Linked DNA regions of Mus musculus: region 2 is linked to region 1. The links are chromatin contacts, called in public promoter capture Hi-C maps. All regions are on one chromosome and are shown on one strand. The core of a region is the stretch at or near the end of the contact, and the rest is flanking DNA. Distances in the headings are between cores, read along the strand shown.

What was found. Promoter capture Hi-C pulls out the DNA fragments that hold promoters and counts their contacts.
Region 2: a promoter capture Hi-C map of second pharyngeal arch cranial neural crest shows a contact between it and region 1, with 2.6 times the contacts expected there. The contact joins the promoter of Mettl15 here to the enhancer-like site in region 1. A contact is called at or near these places in 5 of 39 promoter capture datasets (the 3T3-L1 cell line, hippocampal neurons, maxillary cranial neural crest and 1 more), 1 of 484 Hi-C or Micro-C datasets (cortical neurons) and 1 of 115 datasets of contacts at active chromatin or transcription factors (embryonic stem cells).

Annotation. Positions count from the first base shown.
Region 1 is chr2:108,792,525-108,796,723 of GRCm38.p6, reverse strand. No RefSeq gene overlaps it. Among named protein-coding and RNA genes, the nearest start is that of Gm39905, 86 kb to the left of the region's middle. Within about 2 kb of position 1,408, at least 8 of the 459 cell types and tissues checked have an H3K27ac peak or open chromatin away from gene starts, as enhancers often do. A contact at or near this core is called in second pharyngeal arch cranial neural crest, where this site is marked.
Region 2 is chr2:109,276,434-109,280,477 of GRCm38.p6, reverse strand. Mettl15 (methyltransferase like 15) reads left to right here and starts at 2,188. Exons shown (of 6, transcript NM_029790.3): 1 at 2,188-2,285.

The DNA of each region.
Region 1 (4,199 bases), core at 159-2,658:
GTTTGTTTTTTTAAGGGAGACAAAGGACATGACTAGGAGTGAGGAGTATTTGAGACTAGTTATGGGATGGGAAAGTATATGATAAAATAGAGACTCTCAATGGCCAGAAAAGACATGTTCAGTAAGGAAACTTTCAATGCTGGGACATCTATCTCCCCCTTGAGTTCTTCATTTCCTTTCTGCTTGTCTCTCTTTCATCCTCTCTTTTCCCCTTCCATCTCCTCCCTTCCTTTCTCTCCTTCCTCATTTTCATTTTCATCTTCTTTTTCTCTATCTTCTTGTTTACTAGGGAGACTCCCAAGTTAAACTTTATAATAGTTTTTCTTGCCTTTACATTGACTTTATTTTTATTATTATATTCCAAACTTGAAGACTGCAAAGTAAAGCGATTTCTATTTTACTTTGTAGAATTAAGTATTATAAGATCTGTTAACTCAGTTTTTGTCTGTCTGCCTCACAGCTTCAAGGTATTGTTTTCCCCCCTTTTTTATCCTCTCTTCTTGTGAGTTAAACTCTTTGAAAATAACATTTTACTGCCATTTACATGTATTTCCAGGCAAAGAGGGACATAAATTCTGCTTAGCTAATTACCTTTAACCAGAATCTGTCCTCACTACATTGCATAGTAGTCTTTTCTAATAATAGTGCTGTGGGGTAAGTAGGGCAGATATCATTCTTTCTCTTACTGACAAAATAACCTAAGTAAATGTTTAAGGATTATGAATCAAGCCAGTGAATATTTAAGTTGAAGCCACCATGATTTCTTTGTATCCACCTCATTCTGTTTACTCTTTTTTGTCAATAGGCTTTAACGTAAGGAACTGTGGAAGTGCTGTTCTGCTGAAGTGTTTCTTAAAATGCCAGTCATAGAACTCTAGTCTCGGGAGCTTTGCACAAACAGGATTTAATAATCAACCATGTTCGAGAAAAACTCCATAGTAATGGAGTTAAAAAAACATTCTGTGACACCCTGATAGCCTGGAGATGATCATTAAAAGTTAATGACAAAGTTTTATGACATTAAGGATAGAGCAACTACATAACAAGACACATAGAACCTGAGAAAGGTAAAATTCTTTGTACAAGCACACTAAGTGTTGAACAAATGCAAATAGCTCTCTTTTCCATGTTTTTTATGTACTAAAGAGTTTAAATGGTGTTTAAGATTATTAAGAATAATCATTTCTCATAGGATTATTAATGTAATTTAATGAAATTACAAATAGTTTGTTTATTTACATAATAGCCTTTCACCGAACATCTGCTATTTATAGAGTACAGTGCTGTGTACTAGGGATGGACATGATGAGAAATGATTCCAGCCTCTGGTGGAATCTGAGGTTGATAAGTGTTTAAAAGAAGTCTGATCCTAACCTGATAAATTAGTCAAGCTTGCTCTAAGGAGCTGACATTCAAATTAAAACCAGATGGAGAAATATGAGTTACTTAGCTCTCAGGGAGTTGTGGGGTTGGAGCAGAGAAAGCACAGAACATTCTACAAATTGCTATTACTTCAGACTCCACAATAAGATATGCCAACCTCGTCTAACTTCCCTGATGAGGAATAGAGATTCTAGAGCACTCGGAAATAAAGAATCCCAATTTTAAATGTAGCCTTAGTCATCACGTCTAATTCTATACCCAGAATGAAAAAATGACCACATCCTAAAGAGATGGCCTCTGAATTGTAAATCTTGTGGCAAGGAACTATTTCTTACAGATTAAGAGTTATCTGCACAATATCTCCTTTAGAGGCATATAAAAATTTTAAAACTGAAAATGACAAGCATAGGTTATTTTAGGCTCATAATCTTTATGTAAATTTTCTTTTTCTCTATGTGTAAATTTGCGTATGTGTGGATGTAGTATATACGTTTATGCACATATCCATGCACGCACAAGCATGTGGAGGCCAGAGATGAATGCCATGTTTTGGTGTCTTTCTTTATTATTTTCCCTTTTGTTTTTGAGACAGAGACTCTAAGAGAACTTGGATCACAGTAGCATGACTAGTGTATCTAACAATAAGCTCCAGGTATCTTTCCTTGCAACACTCTCTAGACACACTGGGGTTACAGATACATAGCACCACTTTCAGCTTATATTAAATATATTTAATACATATATAATACAGCGTGCATATTATATCATGTTTATGCCATCCTTTAGAGATGTCAGATTTTGATTTCTGTGAATATGAGTTCCAGACCAAACTATTCTTTTGAACCCTATTCCCCTTGTCTACCCATTTTAAGCTTTTGAGAAACTCACAAGTTAACTTTCCATAATTTGTTTTGCAGCATAATGTTTAGGCTGTGTCCTGGAAACATGAAAGTGGTCCTTTCCAGTCCTTTAAATATTTTACTTGTTATGGGTCACCAGAAGCTGCTAAATTTCAATAGCTTGTGGGTTTCTCAGATACTTCAGTTTCATGGCCCATTTTCCTAATTTATCTTAAAGTATTGCTTGAAATCTAAAACAAAACAAAACAAACAAGGAAACCTGTATACATGTACACATCTGACTGAAGAAAGCATGCTTATCAACGAAAGGGCGTGGCAACTTGCTTGAATGTCAAGTCCTCACTGACACATTTTGCATTTCATAAAGGACAATATATTAATGTATGATATAATATATTAATATATTCCCATTAATACAATATGTAAATAATATAATTGAAGATGTCACCATGTGAAATCCTTCTTGGAAGCTTCTACAAGAAAGTCCATGTTAGGATCTTTGCTTCCGAGGACCCTAGAAAATATCAGGGGCCCAGACTCCCTTCATATTGACAGAGAATTTTCCCCACTAAGGCTCTTTGCTGTCATCACCTTATACTAATATATTTCCTCCCAGGATAGAATGGAATATTCCAACAAAACTAAAATTAGTTTTGTATGTTACTCAAAGCATGTGTCTATGGGTCTGTATTTCAGATGGTATGAAACACCCATAAACTATTCTTCAAGCCCCCGAATGTAGTTTTGTTTGTTTGTTTTCTGGCGCCAAGTGCTTTGACTCACTTTCTTAGTGACATCAGAAAAGAAATTTTCTCCTTTGTTTTGACTTCTTGGAACATTGTTTTGCTAGGCTGTCCTTCATGAGAACATTATGTGGGTGAAGTCTACTTCAACGACCAATGAAAATAAAATGAACAGTGTAAGTACTTGAGAATGTTCATTTCGATTTATTTTAGATTTTTTTCACCATGATTACATTTCTGAGATATATTTATCCCAAGAAATGTAATTGTTAAATGACATAGTTAAAGATTCTATCAAGTGAAATCATTTTATGAAAGGTTCTACAAGAAACTTCAGGTCAGGGTCTTTACTCCTGAGTACCCTAGAAATTATCACAGGCCTAGATTCAGGGAGTGGACATTTGGTTACAAACTTGATAAACTGTGGGGCAGTTCTTCTTTCCTTTGCCATACATCTTCCACTAAAGTGGCCAGAGTATCTATCTTGCTCAGTTGTATCTTTTTTTCACCAATGGGACGTTAGCAGATGCAATAAAAGTAAAGACTTTACAGTTCCTTTCCTGAAATGCTTGGCCTGTATACTTTGATTATCTATTGAAAAAAGCATTTCTCCCCGAGAGTCCTTTGTTCTACAACAACTGATAATGGAGCCACATAGCTTTTAGTGCTCTACAGATCTATTAGTGAGAACACAACCTTTGTTAAGTATATATTACATCTATAGTAACTAGGATGTAGTGGTTATTAACCAGCTTCATTATAGCAACAGCTCCATTGATATAAGTAAATTTTGCTGTTTTAATACTGGCTGCTCTCACAATATCATCCTTATTACTCTACCTAGACAGTTGTCTATTTTGTTTTATATTGTGTTTCCTCCAAAAAACAGTAAAATGCAGTTTTAACCTCTGGTTTCCTGAATGAAATTGAAAAAACAACACAAATGAAAAGATTAGAACATTATATCATACAATTACAAGAGTGCTACTTTGATATGATTAATGTCTTTGTAAGAAAACAGGAACTTAGAAACATGGAAAGCTTATGACACATGTTGACAAAGGCAGAGGACAGTGTGATGCAGCTATAAGTCAAGGAATGCTGTCAGCACTGCTGATCACAGATGGAGGCTGGGACGAGAAAAGAAGGGTGCCTATCCAGGACCCTGAGAGGACAATATCCAGGAGGACTAGAGAGTACATTTCTATTGTTT
Region 2 (4,044 bases), core at 939-3,438, 480 kb before region 1:
TGTCCTTTTTCCCTTTCTGATTAGTCAAGTTCCCAAGGATTAGGACTCAGGCTTTGGAAGGTATGGTGCCTCCATGTGAATTAATTACAAGTCCCAAGTCTTCTTTTGTCAGGGTTTCCTGGCCTGCTCCCGTTATTACTGATTAAAAATATTTGGTATTTGCGAAAATATTTGCTATTTGCCAGCATTTAACATGCTCCAAGTATGACCTTACAAACTAAAAATCACTTAAATATATTGGCCTAGTCACATTATTGGATCATGGGCTTCTTGTTTCAGATTGCATTATTTCTGAATGTATACATTAGAAAGAAAAATGCATTAAAAACATAGGGAATATTAAAAAATTGGCAGGGTATTTTATATTTGTATTGTTGGCTAGGCAAGCCTTTTATCAGTTGACATTCTCAACCCTTTAGAAAAATTTAGTAGTACGATCTGAATTACATTGTTATTGTTTATATGACTCTATTTAGTAAGCAACTCTTACTTGCAGATTTTAGGAGCATATTAGTACACACTGAAGTCAGCATCCCTTCCCTCCTGGAGTTTAGATTTCTGTAAAAATAGGATGTTACAGGGCAGAGGATTTATGCATGTGTCTGTCTATTGTCTATCTATCTATCTATCTATCTAATCTATTTTATATTTTTAAACAAGGTCTTGCCCAGTAGTCATGGCTGGCCTGGAACTTGCCATGTAGACACAAATGGGCTGGAACATATAGAGATCTTCTTGCTTCTGCTTCCTGTGTGCTGAGATTAAAGGCATAGGCCACCACACCCAGCAGTGCAGAGTACTATTAGTCACATTTTTACGTTGAAATCCCATAGATTATGATTATGTCTTAAATCTACTGAAGAAAATCAGGAGAGTTGCAAATTATACATTATTCTTTGTTTTATGAATTTTTTCTGAGCCCTGGAGAGTGCGTCAATAAAGTGACTACTTATTTCTTATTATAGTATATGTACCAACTAATGCCATCATCATTTTTGTGACATTGGTTTGGTAATAAAAATGAGGAGAGTTTGCAAGGCAGTGGTGGCACACGCCTTTAATCCCAGCACTTGGGAGGCAGAGGCAGGCAGATTTCTGAGTTCAAGGCCTGCCTGCTCTACAGGGTGAGTTCCAGGATAGCCAAGGCTACACAGAGAAACCCTGTCTCGAAAAAAAAAAATGAGGAGAGTTCATTTTGTTTTAAATATTCTTTCCATATATAGTGCTTGACCTTTGGTGTCTCAGGCATATTTTTAACCCCTTAAACATTACCTTACTTTATTCTCAAAACAGACTATAAGATATAAACATATTGTTTTGATTTTATTAGGAGAAAACTGAAGTGTTAGAAAAACTTTTATAGGGAAGTATTTCTCTTGTAAAAGAAACCAAGTCAAAATTAGCCATTTGTTTTTAAAATACTTTCTAGGTCAAGTGACTATAATATATTTTAATTTAGTTTGAAAATATGTTTATCTTGTTATCTTGAAAAATTATATTGGTAAATGACTAAGTAGGCATGTACATTCCATCTTTGTCTTGTTTTGACATTCACACTATATAGGCTTCTTAGTGTTACAAGTGTCGCCACATGTAATCCCAATACTACCCATTTAATTTCACTTCTGCATTGCACTTGCTTGATAGCAGGGTTCCACTAATGAGATCCATACTCTCCAGGAATCATACATTTGGTTAAAACAGAGAGGTTTTAACAATACAACCAATACTATTATTGTGCAGTTGTCAACTCATGAATTTGGCAGAAGTAATAACAGGACGAGAGAACCTCATGCTTTTTAACAAAATTAAAGAGTCGGGGTAGGGGACCGGAACTTCCCAAAAGTACAGGGTTAAGAAGGTTGAAATTTCCACCTTTGGTTAGAAATTGGATGATGCATGGAGCCATTATTTTATAGTAGACAGAAAATTGAAAGTTACATTTAAACTTTCGCCAGACATCAAAACAATTCTTAAAGCAAGCAAACAAACAAACAAACAAACAAACAAACAAAATAAAACCCCCCAAAACCCTTAAAAGTGAGATCTTGTTTTTCCAGGATGATCTTTTGGAAACCCCTGACCCACAACACCCTTTCAAAGTAGGTGCTGGGAGCAGCGGAACTAAAGGCAGACACACTTCAGTTGCTCCGACGGAAGGACGAGGGCCGTCTGTCCGTTCTTACAAGTTTCCCCCACTCGGGACTTAGGTGTACGCAAACAGGTTCTTCTGCGTTTTAGCATCGCGGCCGGCCCAACTTTTTTTGTTGTTTTTGTTGCCTCAGGTGAGGAGAAGTCCCTAGTTCAGGGTTGGAGACAGGGCACTTTTGGTGTTGAGGTTGTGGGGAGTGAATCCCCCGCCTGTGAGGAAATAAGCCCCTCCCCCGTCCCCTCCGGTGTACTGCCGGCCTGGCTTTGGAGAACCCCAGCTTTCCCACCCTTCACTTTTAAGATTGGCCAGGGAAGGCTGAGATCCTTTGACTAAGGGGCGCATCCTCCCTTTTCCACCCCCCCCTCCCCGCCTTAGCCCCCGCCTCCAGCCCCCTAGGTCGCGTTTCTAGCTTTAAAATTAGATTTGTAACTTTTCCTCTCGGGACTAATAGTAATTGTTAGCATCCTGAAGGAAGTTCTATTTATATGGCTCCTGTTTGTGTTCCCACAATTGAACATGGCCAATTTTGTGGTTTCCAGGACTTCAGGGAACCTTGCCCATGTAGAAAAGCTAAATGACCCAGTAACAGTGCATCTGCTTTAGAGGCCAGGTTTACTGACTGGCAGTAAATTAAACAAGCTCACAAGATTGCGGAGAGATCTGCTTTTTTTGGTAGTAGACTGGGCTACAAAGAAGGAATTTCCTTTACAGTTTGAACTCAAAAGATTTTTTTACGGCACGATCCCAACAAGGAGGGTTACTACAAATAATCTAAAAACTATATATAAATAATCAACTATTTGTAACCCCTTCTCCATGTTTACCTGGGTTACAAGCTATATATATATATATATATACACACACACACACACACACACACACATATATATGTATATCTATATACATATATACTTAATCTTGAATGTAGTTAAATACATGAAATTTGAGTACAGTAAAGAATAAAATGCCAGTAGAAACAATTTGTTGTCCATTTTTATTGCTTTACCCTCACATTGTTTTGAGGTTTTTATTGGCAGCAGTGCTTCCAAAAAAAAAAAAAAAACCCAAACAAACAAATAAAAAAAAAAAACAAAAACAAAACAAAAACAAAAGTCAAATCTGCACAAGGGCCAGCTCAGTGGTTACTTGTGTTCTGCTGGGACCCTGAGTTCAGTTCTCAGCACCCACATCATCCTACTTACCGCTGCCTGTAACTGTAGCTGGGGGTGTGGGGGTGTGGGGGTGGGGTGGAGGAGACACAATGCCTTTGGCCTCTGTGGGTACTTGCATTCTTGTGTAGCCCCAAATATAAAAATCAGTTATTAAAACTGGGCATAGAGTATAGCTTGTTTATTCCAGATTCTATTATTTTGCCTAAATACTGTGTGCCCTTACTTAGGTATAATTCTACTTAGGTATAAACTCTACTTAGGTATAATTCCAAGGTATAGGAGACTGTTTCCATTAACAATATAATTCAAGAGATACTATATATACACATAGTTTATGTACTGTACCTTTAAATTGCATGGTTACATTAAATACTTCCATTAGGTTATGTTTGTAACACTGAAGATAAAAGATTTCAGGCTCTGAAGATAAGCCTCTTGCATTACAGTTACAGTTATGGCTCTGACTATGTGGCAAGCTATTTAGTTTCTTCAATGTGTAATATAGGAATAATTATGTTTAACTCCAAGAATTGTGATAATGATCAAGCGAGGCACAAAGAATATTGTTTAGATTTGTTGGCACTTACACCTGAATAAAAAAATGACAATTATTTTGAAAAATTAAAATAAAGGGTAGTTGTACTTGAGTTTTGTAATTTATCTGGAGAACTTAAAGAGTAATTAACCATTTTTTTAAATTTGTTGATGCTTAAGATCTAG